2 separate regions of the Rattus norvegicus genome follow, and region 1 is linked to region 2. The links are chromatin contacts, called in public Hi-C maps. All regions are on one chromosome and are shown on one strand. Each heading gives the region's core, a stretch centred on a gene start, on an enhancer-like site or on the middle of the called end of the contact. The rest is flanking DNA. Distances are from core to core; before and after follow the strand shown.

Region 1 (3,837 bases), core at 891-3,390, 520 kb after region 2:
AGATCAAACCAGGAAGAACTGGTACCCTTACCACGAGAGGAGTTTCTGGCACACCCCAAAGCCAAGGCATAAGGAAGTACAAGAAGACCAATACTCCGGGACTGCCTATGACCAGCCACACAATAGGAGGCAGGAGAGATGCTGTGACCATCTTTTTTTTTTTTTTTTTAATTAACTTGAGTATTTCTTATTTACATTTCGAGTGTTATTCCCTTTCCCGGTTTCCGGGCCAACAGACCCCTAACCCCTCCCCCTCCCCTTCTTTATGGGTGTTCCCCTCCCCATCCTCCCCCCATTACCACCCTCCCCTAACAGTCTAGTTCACTGGGGTTTCAGTCTTAGCAGGACCCAGGGCTTCCCCTTCCACTGGTGCTCTTACTAGGATATTCATTGCTACCTATGAGGTCAGAGTCCAGGGTCAGTCCATGTATAGTCTTTGGGTAGTGGCTTAGTCCCTGGAAGCTCTGGTTGCTTGGCATTGTTGTACATATGGGGTCTCGAGCCCCTTCAAGCTCTTCCAGTCCTTTTGCTGTGACCATCTTATCTCACCTTGGGACTTCACACTAGAGCTTCTAACTAGAACCTGCCAGCACCGTCCAGGTCATGGTTCTCTGTAACTCAGTCTTCCTGAGTGCAGAGAAAGGTTAAGGAAGGTAGAAAGGTAGGAGGGAAGTTGAGAATGAGCTGCTGAGAGGAATATGATGTCTGAGGATGGAACATGGGCAAACACAGTGACCACACTGAAAACTAGAGCAAGAATTGTTGAATGGTCAGCCCACTCTGTGGGACTTGTGCTGCTCCAGCATGAAATCTCACAGCAAACCTTGTGTCAGGACCTTCCTTGTCCAATAGCCCCCTTTCCTTCATTCCGGACCACTATCGTGGCACCCTTAACTTCTGGACATCTGCAATGTGTCTGCCAATGGTGCCCTAATGCTTCTCCAAGTCCCTCAGATTCTAGCTTGTTTAGTCTCTCTGGGCTTCTGTGACAGAATGCCACAAACCAAATGGCTTAAATAAGAAGACCTTTCTTTCCCACCATTCTAGAGACCAAGCAATCTACAATCAAGACACAGGTAGACAGATGTGTGTCTGAGCAGAAACCATGTTCTAGGACACAACCAGCTCCTCATTGTTGTCATGTGGGACAGGAGGTAGATGTCAATTGGATTCAGAACGGCTCTACCCTCCTGATCTTATCAAACACAAGCACACTGAGGATTAGGCCCAATATAAGGATTGGAGGTGGGCACAGTCATTGAGGTTGGTCTAGCAGCTCATCTTCTTCTGTCCATGTGATCTGCTCATCACATAACCAAGGGAAGCAGCTCCTTCTAGTCCATGCAGTTGGGTGAGAGACCTCCACATGCTCTCATTCCAACTGTCTGGACCTTTCTTGACCATTCATGAGAAAAAGTACTTCTCAGTTCAGATAAGCGTCCAAATTCTCACACCTCTAACAACAGGCCTTCTTTAAAGCCAAGGGATTTAGGAGGAGAGCCCAATGCCCAGGTGAGTCCTCTGTCACCCAACCATTTAGGACTTCAAAGGAAATCCTTAGGCACCTGAGCCTCAGACTCAGAATCTGTGAAAACAAAGAGGTCCCATGTATTTGTGACTGTATTTAGGAAAATGCAAAACCTTTTCCAGGAAGAAAATTGGTATTGGTTGACCACCTGTGATGGCCACACACACACACACACACACACACACACACACACACACACACACAAACACAGACACACAGACACAAAGACTGCATCTCATATTGAGACTCAATCTGAGAGAACCGCTGTGCACAGCCTGAAGATGGTTTGCCCAAAGGCTCAGTTTCGCTGCCTCAGAAAGGCGAGGTTCAGTTGACTGGCAGTGCTTTCCTTACTGCATGGCTCTGCAGCAGACCTTGTGCCAGGGCTCCGGGCTTTGCTCATACAAATGTCCTCTTGTCCTTGATTCTGTGAACTTTGATTTGACCCCTAGAATCCTGGAAGTCTGTTACATGTCTGCAATCCCCCCTTCCCCCAGGCCTCATGCTTCAACTCTCTAAGTTCCTCAGAGGCTGCTTGTACTGAGGTGACCAGAGAATGCCACAGACTGGGTTTTGTCCACAGGGTCCTATGACATCATACCTAGCAAGGGCACAGCTTGTCCGAGTGACTGTGACGAGAGGGGACCTTGAAGACAATGGCTCCTTATGTCATAGCGAGCACTCTCCTAAGCACATGATTTGGGTTTTAAAGACAGATTTACACAGGAGAACAGTCTTTTGGTTCAGTTGCCTCCAATTTTCTGTCATCTGAATCATAGCCAAGGAATAAATTGAATCTTTTTCTAACATAGAATATATTACTCTTGAAATAGTAGGAAATGTTGATAATTGCCTTTTATTGGACTCACAAATAATTTATAAGTTGGTCCGATTTAAAAAAAAAAGTATTATAGTCTTATTTCTTTGGTTTCTTCCTTGAGGCAAGTATGAGTCTCTAAAAATAGAACCCGTGTAGAGATGGGACTAGTGCTCCCCCTGGTGGTCACTATTTAGGATTGCAGGCTCCATAAATGGACCTGAAGCTGTAGGCTACATTTGAATAATTCCTTTTCCCCTAAGTACACAGAAAGATTTGATTTATTCTTCCCAGCCATGTCTGCGTTACAGAGTACTTCTCCTTATAAAGTCCATCTGCTTTGAGCGTAAGTAAATGATCTATTCCTCATATACATTATCAGGCTGAGCGTCTCTGAGGTAGTAAGAGCATCCCCGGTTCTATCAAATGTCAGGGAAACTGGGAGTTTCTTCTTTGCTTTAGAAGATACAGAGGAGTGAAATGCAAGTTGGCTGTCAGAGAATCACGGTGACAAGATATTGAAGGGATAACTCCATGTGAATGTGTGTGTGGGAGGAGTGCTGTGGAGAGATGGAGAAAGAGAGGACACTACTGGCTCAGCATAGACCCCTGGGTCGGAGGCAGGGTCCCGGGAAGGACAGTCCTCCACTGTAATAGCAGATACATACCCCCCTTCCTCTGGAGAGACTGTGATCCCTTGCCTTCTTCTCAGGTAGCTAGAGACTTAAGTGGCGATTCCAGACAGTGGGCGGAAGAGCTCGCTGCAACCCTTATTGACCTAACTCTCAAGCACCCGGGAAGGCTCCCACTCTGTCTCCGTGTCCACACAAATGGCAAAGGAATACTCCAAGATGTCACAGGAGGAAAGTGGACTCTGGGGTTGGGGATTTAGCTCAGTGGTAGAGCGCTTGCCTAGGAAGCGCAAGGCCCTGGGTTCGATCCCCAGCTCCGAAAAAAAGAACCAAGAAGAAAAAAAAAAGTGGACTCATCTCTTGTTTGAAACATACTTATTTTCATTTTTGAGATTATGATATAATTTATATCATTCTCTCTGTATTTTTCCTCCCTCCAAACTCTCCCATATGCCCCTCCTTGCTCTTTCAAATTCACAGTATCTTTTAAAAAAATTGTCATCTTACACGAACACACAAATATACATACATATACATATTTATATTTACATGAACATACATATTCATATACGTGTATGTGTACATAAATGCATAAATACAGATGCAAATGTTACTTTTGTATATGTTTTCAGGGCTGACTGTTTGAAATTGCATAACCAATCAGTGTGTTCTTCCCTGGGGAAGACTGTTTCTTCCTCTCTCAGCATTGTTCAGTTGCTGTGGTTCTTTCTTTAAGGTTGAGGCCTCTCATCTTTCTCCTGTCCACTTTGACATGTCTATTATGTCAAATTGTGTATTATTATCACATGTCTAAGTTCATGCTTAGATACTTGAGTTGGTGAGACTTCGTGGTTCTGGTT
Region 2 (4,033 bases), core at 25-2,524:
GCAGACTTTAAACTTCTCCTAGCTCCCAGAGACAGGCAGCAGGTGATTTTCACACTCCCCCTTCCCACCAAGCATTCAAGCCTCTGGAGACGTGCGTGCCACACTGGCGTTGACAAAGCCGAATCCAATCTCAAGGTGGAAGAATTTCCGACTAATCCAATTATTTTTTGCCACTCGGTGTTTCTGAGATCTTTGTAAGGTAGGACCCCTTCTCTAATTTACAAGAGGGTCTACTGCCCTGCATTCTAAGAATGGAGTAGGGAAAACAAGTTAACTGGGGCCTGCGTGCCCTCAGGGGCAGAGGAGGCTACAGAGAGGTGCTGAAAAAGTGACAGGTGAAGGCCAACTTTGCCTGGGAAAGGTCAATAAAAGGCGGGGTGAAGCGGGCCTGGGCGGCTGGGAGAGAGCGCCCCCTTCTGCCAAGGGGCTCGGGGCAAGAAGCTCGCGCGGCCTCCGCTTGGCTCTGTGCCCTGTCTACTTGTGTGCGTAGAGGCTTGGCTAAAAGCAGGCACTGGAGAAACGCGGAGTCCGGGAGGAGGCTGCAGCGGCTGCCTAGGAACGTGGCCCGCTCGCAGCGCAATCCCCCTACCCCCTGCGACGAACGGCAGGGCGGGGACCCCAGGTTCTCGGCTCCAATCGGTCTCTACTCCCGGGATGGGGGGCGAGCGAGAGGACTGGAGAAGCGCGACCGCGAGCCGCGGCGCCCCCGCTCGCCCGCTCGTTGGCTCTTCCCCTTCGTCGGCGCCGCGGCGACTCCACTGAGCTGTCGCTCGGAACGCGTTCTGGCGGCGAACAGAGAGCCCGGGCGGGAGAGGGAGCCGGCGAGGAAGGGCTTGGGACGCTCAGTGGCAGGTGAGTGGCGGGGCTAACGCGGGGCGGGGGCCGCTGGAGGAGGCGGGTCTGAGCACCGCACGGGGGCCGGTCTCCTCCCCCTGCTCTGACGCGCGCCCGTCGCTTCCCGGGGAGGATGGACCCAGCTAGGCGCTCACCCGGGCTTCCCGGGGCTGGAGAGCGCGTCTGAGTGCGGCCGCCCGCAGGGCATGGAGAGCCTTGTCCGGGGCGGCTGCGGCAGCGGAGGAGGATGCTCCGGGGGAGCCGAGGTGAGAGGCGCGGCGGGGGGCACGCGGGAGACCCGGAGTTGAGCGAGCGCAGGTGGCTCGCGGAGACACCCGGCTTCCGCGAGCCCGGGTAGCTCGACTGGGGCCCGCGAGCCCGGGTACTGAGGATGGCATTCGGGGCGCGTCTCTCGGGAGTTTGGCGCGAGGTGCGGTGCATTAGCGAGTGCCGCAGTTTTCTATCATCTCCCACCACTTGCTTGGGAAGCTACCCTGCGTCTCCTTTCCGGCTGGTCCCCACTTCCTTCGCCCTACTTCTGAACACTCGCGATCCTCTCCTTAGGCTTGCCTACCGGAGACCCTGTCGCCAGACCCCCTGCATCCTCCTCCGACTCTAGCCACCCGAGTCTGTCTTCTCCCACTCTAGGACTTGCCGAGTTCTCCCTAAGCCTCCTCCCTGCCTTGCTAGTGGTACTCGCGGGTCGGACCTCTTACCCACTCCGCGCAACCCGAGTTCTCACTTCCCTACATCCCGGCAACGCTTTGGCTCTGCCTCGACCTCTCCATCAACCGGACTCTTCCCAATGAAACCAACCCTTTCCGGGGACACCGGCGCTGGACCAAAACCTTTCTAAGGGTCCTGCGTCTCGGTGTTCCCTGTCGCGCTCTCTCCACTACTCAGTCCTCAGGCCCTTGGTCACCAGCCACTCCCCTCGCATCCGGCCCTCTTCTCCCACAACTCCGTACCCCACTCTCTCGATCGCAAGACAAGGATTTTCATGCTGGGGAAACTTTGATTCTTCGTGGCTAGTTTCGTAAAGGAGCTCTACGATTCAGTCCAAGCCATCAAAGGAACCTGGAGTCAGGGAGTCCTGATTTAGGGGTAGTTTTGTGTTAAGGCTCCAGGAAGGTACTTGGTGAGTCTACAAAGTGTATTTCCACACCCTGCTGGTCACTGCTTCTGCATCCATCCCGTGTAGTATGCTTGTGACCCCTGGTGGGAGGGTGAGTCTTTACTGCACTTTTAAAGGCGCTTTTTCTTTCTTTCTTTCTTTCTTTCACTATTTCTTTTGAGGGTGGTGCTAGTGGATCGGGTGGGGTGGGTGGGCAGAGAAAGCTGCTTGGCAAACTGGTGCGTCTAGGCTGCCGCACGGTCTAGTAGCCGACCCTGCACGCTGCGTTTCACTCGTTGGAAACCCGCCCCAACCCCCATCTGCATCACACAAATCCTCATTGTTGGGGGTCTGCGGGGTATTTCCGCCTGGGCTAGGAGAGTGAAGGAATGGGATGGGGGTGGGGAGCCCAGGACTCTAGGCGACTGTCAGGCGCTGGAGACTTGGAGAGCGCCGCGGCGCGGGCGAGTGCTAGCTCTGATACGTGTTTCTAAGGCAGGATGCGAGGCAGCGTGGTGGTGGTGGTGGTGTGTGTGTGGATGGAAGGGGAGAAAGAAAAGAAAAGAAAAGAAAAGAAGAGAAAAGAAGAGAGAGAGAGAGAGAGAGAGAGAGAGAGAGCGCCCGGAATGGAGGAGAGATTGCGGGGGAGGCCGGAGCGCCTTTCTCTGCCCAGAGGCCTCCTGTAGGGTGCCACAATGCCTCCCTCTGCCAAACCCCGGAGGTGAGAGCATCCTTGTCACTGCTTCTTCCTTCTTCCCCGATCTCCTCGCGTGGAGCTGGCCCATTAGACACACTTTCACAGTGTTGATGGTTTTGAATAAAGGCTTTGTGGGGGTTCCACTGACACTTCCCAGCACTTAACATGTTTGCAAAGTAATCATATAAATTAAAGGTGGCTTACGTTCAGAACCTCCTAATTATCCAGTTCACGCTTGTACATTCATGTGCCAATTATGGGTCTTCGGGGAATCCATAAAATTATAAACCATCCCCACCCCCTGAATTAGCACCCATTGTTTTTTATCATCTCCACGATGAGCAATTCTGGATGGGATACTGAGTTGCACAGGGAAAAAGAGAGAAGTGCTATCCGGTGAGGTTAGACAAACGCCCCCTTCCCATCTCCTTCCCTCCCTATCCTGACAAGGCTTCATGGCTCTTCTGGAGACTGAAAGGGATCAAAGATTTTCTTGATTTCCCATTGAGCTGGGCGACCTAATCAAAGCTGTATAAAAGTCAACTTCTAAGCAATCAAATTGTCTGCTGCTGTCCTTGATTGAAACCCTAGCATTCAAATGGAGTATTGAAGAACTCTCAGAAATGGCTTTTGAAGTGCTATTGTTCTTTTCCATACACACGGGCTCTCATAGAGGTTTAGGAAGTTCAAAATGCAGCGATGTGAAAGCGATGTGACTTTGTAACTATTTGGCAAACCGCAGGATCCGCAGCTGGAGAGAAGAGGCCAAAGCAGGGAAGTGAAAACGTGTTGTTACTGTATTCCTGGGAACTGGGTGGCCCTCAAGTGGGTATGTTGTTCTACTCATGAACTGGGCCCTTGAATCTCCTAAAAGCAAATTGGAAATCTGGTTTTTAGTAGGAAAATTCTATATGTTTATTAATTGTTATGATTCTTCTTTGGTGGTGGTTTGCTGATGGTCTAAATAGGCTTATCTGAAACATTTAATCATGTTTGCTGTACTCAACAATGAAAGCTGAATAGAAATTGCTTATTGTTGATGAAGCTCAGCTCACAGGCTGTTTCACAGTATGTCCCCTTCTCAGGGAACACCATTGTGTGAGGCTGCAGGGATGAGACTCACTGGTCCCTCGGCAGAGCCACAAAGGAAGTTGGTGCTTCAGTCCCTTTTGCCCTCCGAAGTCATTTTTCTTAAGCAGGTGGGCCTTTTGCTTGGTTCACGACCATGTACCCATCTAAAAATTGCATTTGATGGATCCTGGAGGCTTGGAGGCACGCTGCAGACACATGAAGAATCTATTTGAGGCAGCACTTCATTTTGATAATTCACTCAAGTCAAACAGAGAGCAGGGAAGCAGAGTTGATGCCTTTTAGATGGCACTGTAACA

What was found. Hi-C and Micro-C count contacts between places; a contact is called where the count stands out from the background.
Region 1: a Hi-C map of Schwann cells shows a contact between it and region 2, with 12 times the contacts expected there. The contact joins the enhancer-like site here to the promoter of Prpmp5l1 in region 2. A contact is called at or near these places in 2 of 12 Hi-C or Micro-C datasets (Schwann cells and frontal cortex).

What each region holds. Positions count from the first base shown.
Region 1 is chr5:124,886,676-124,890,512 of GRCr8, forward strand. No RefSeq gene overlaps it. Among named protein-coding and RNA genes, the nearest start is that of Fyb2, 17 kb to the right of the region's middle. Within about 2 kb of position 2,141, at least 4 of the 93 cell types and tissues checked have an H3K27ac peak or open chromatin away from gene starts, as enhancers often do. A contact at or near this core is called in Schwann cells, where this site is marked.
Region 2 is chr5:124,368,994-124,373,026 of GRCr8, forward strand. It overlaps Prpmp5l1 (proline-rich protein MP5 like 1), which reads right to left and starts at 1,275. Exons shown (of 1, transcript XM_008763963.1): 1 at 586-1,275. The coding sequence starts at 1,275. The coding sequence ends at 586. Dab1 (DAB adaptor protein 1) reads left to right here and starts at 940. Exons shown (of 15, transcript NM_153621.2): 1 at 940-1,100.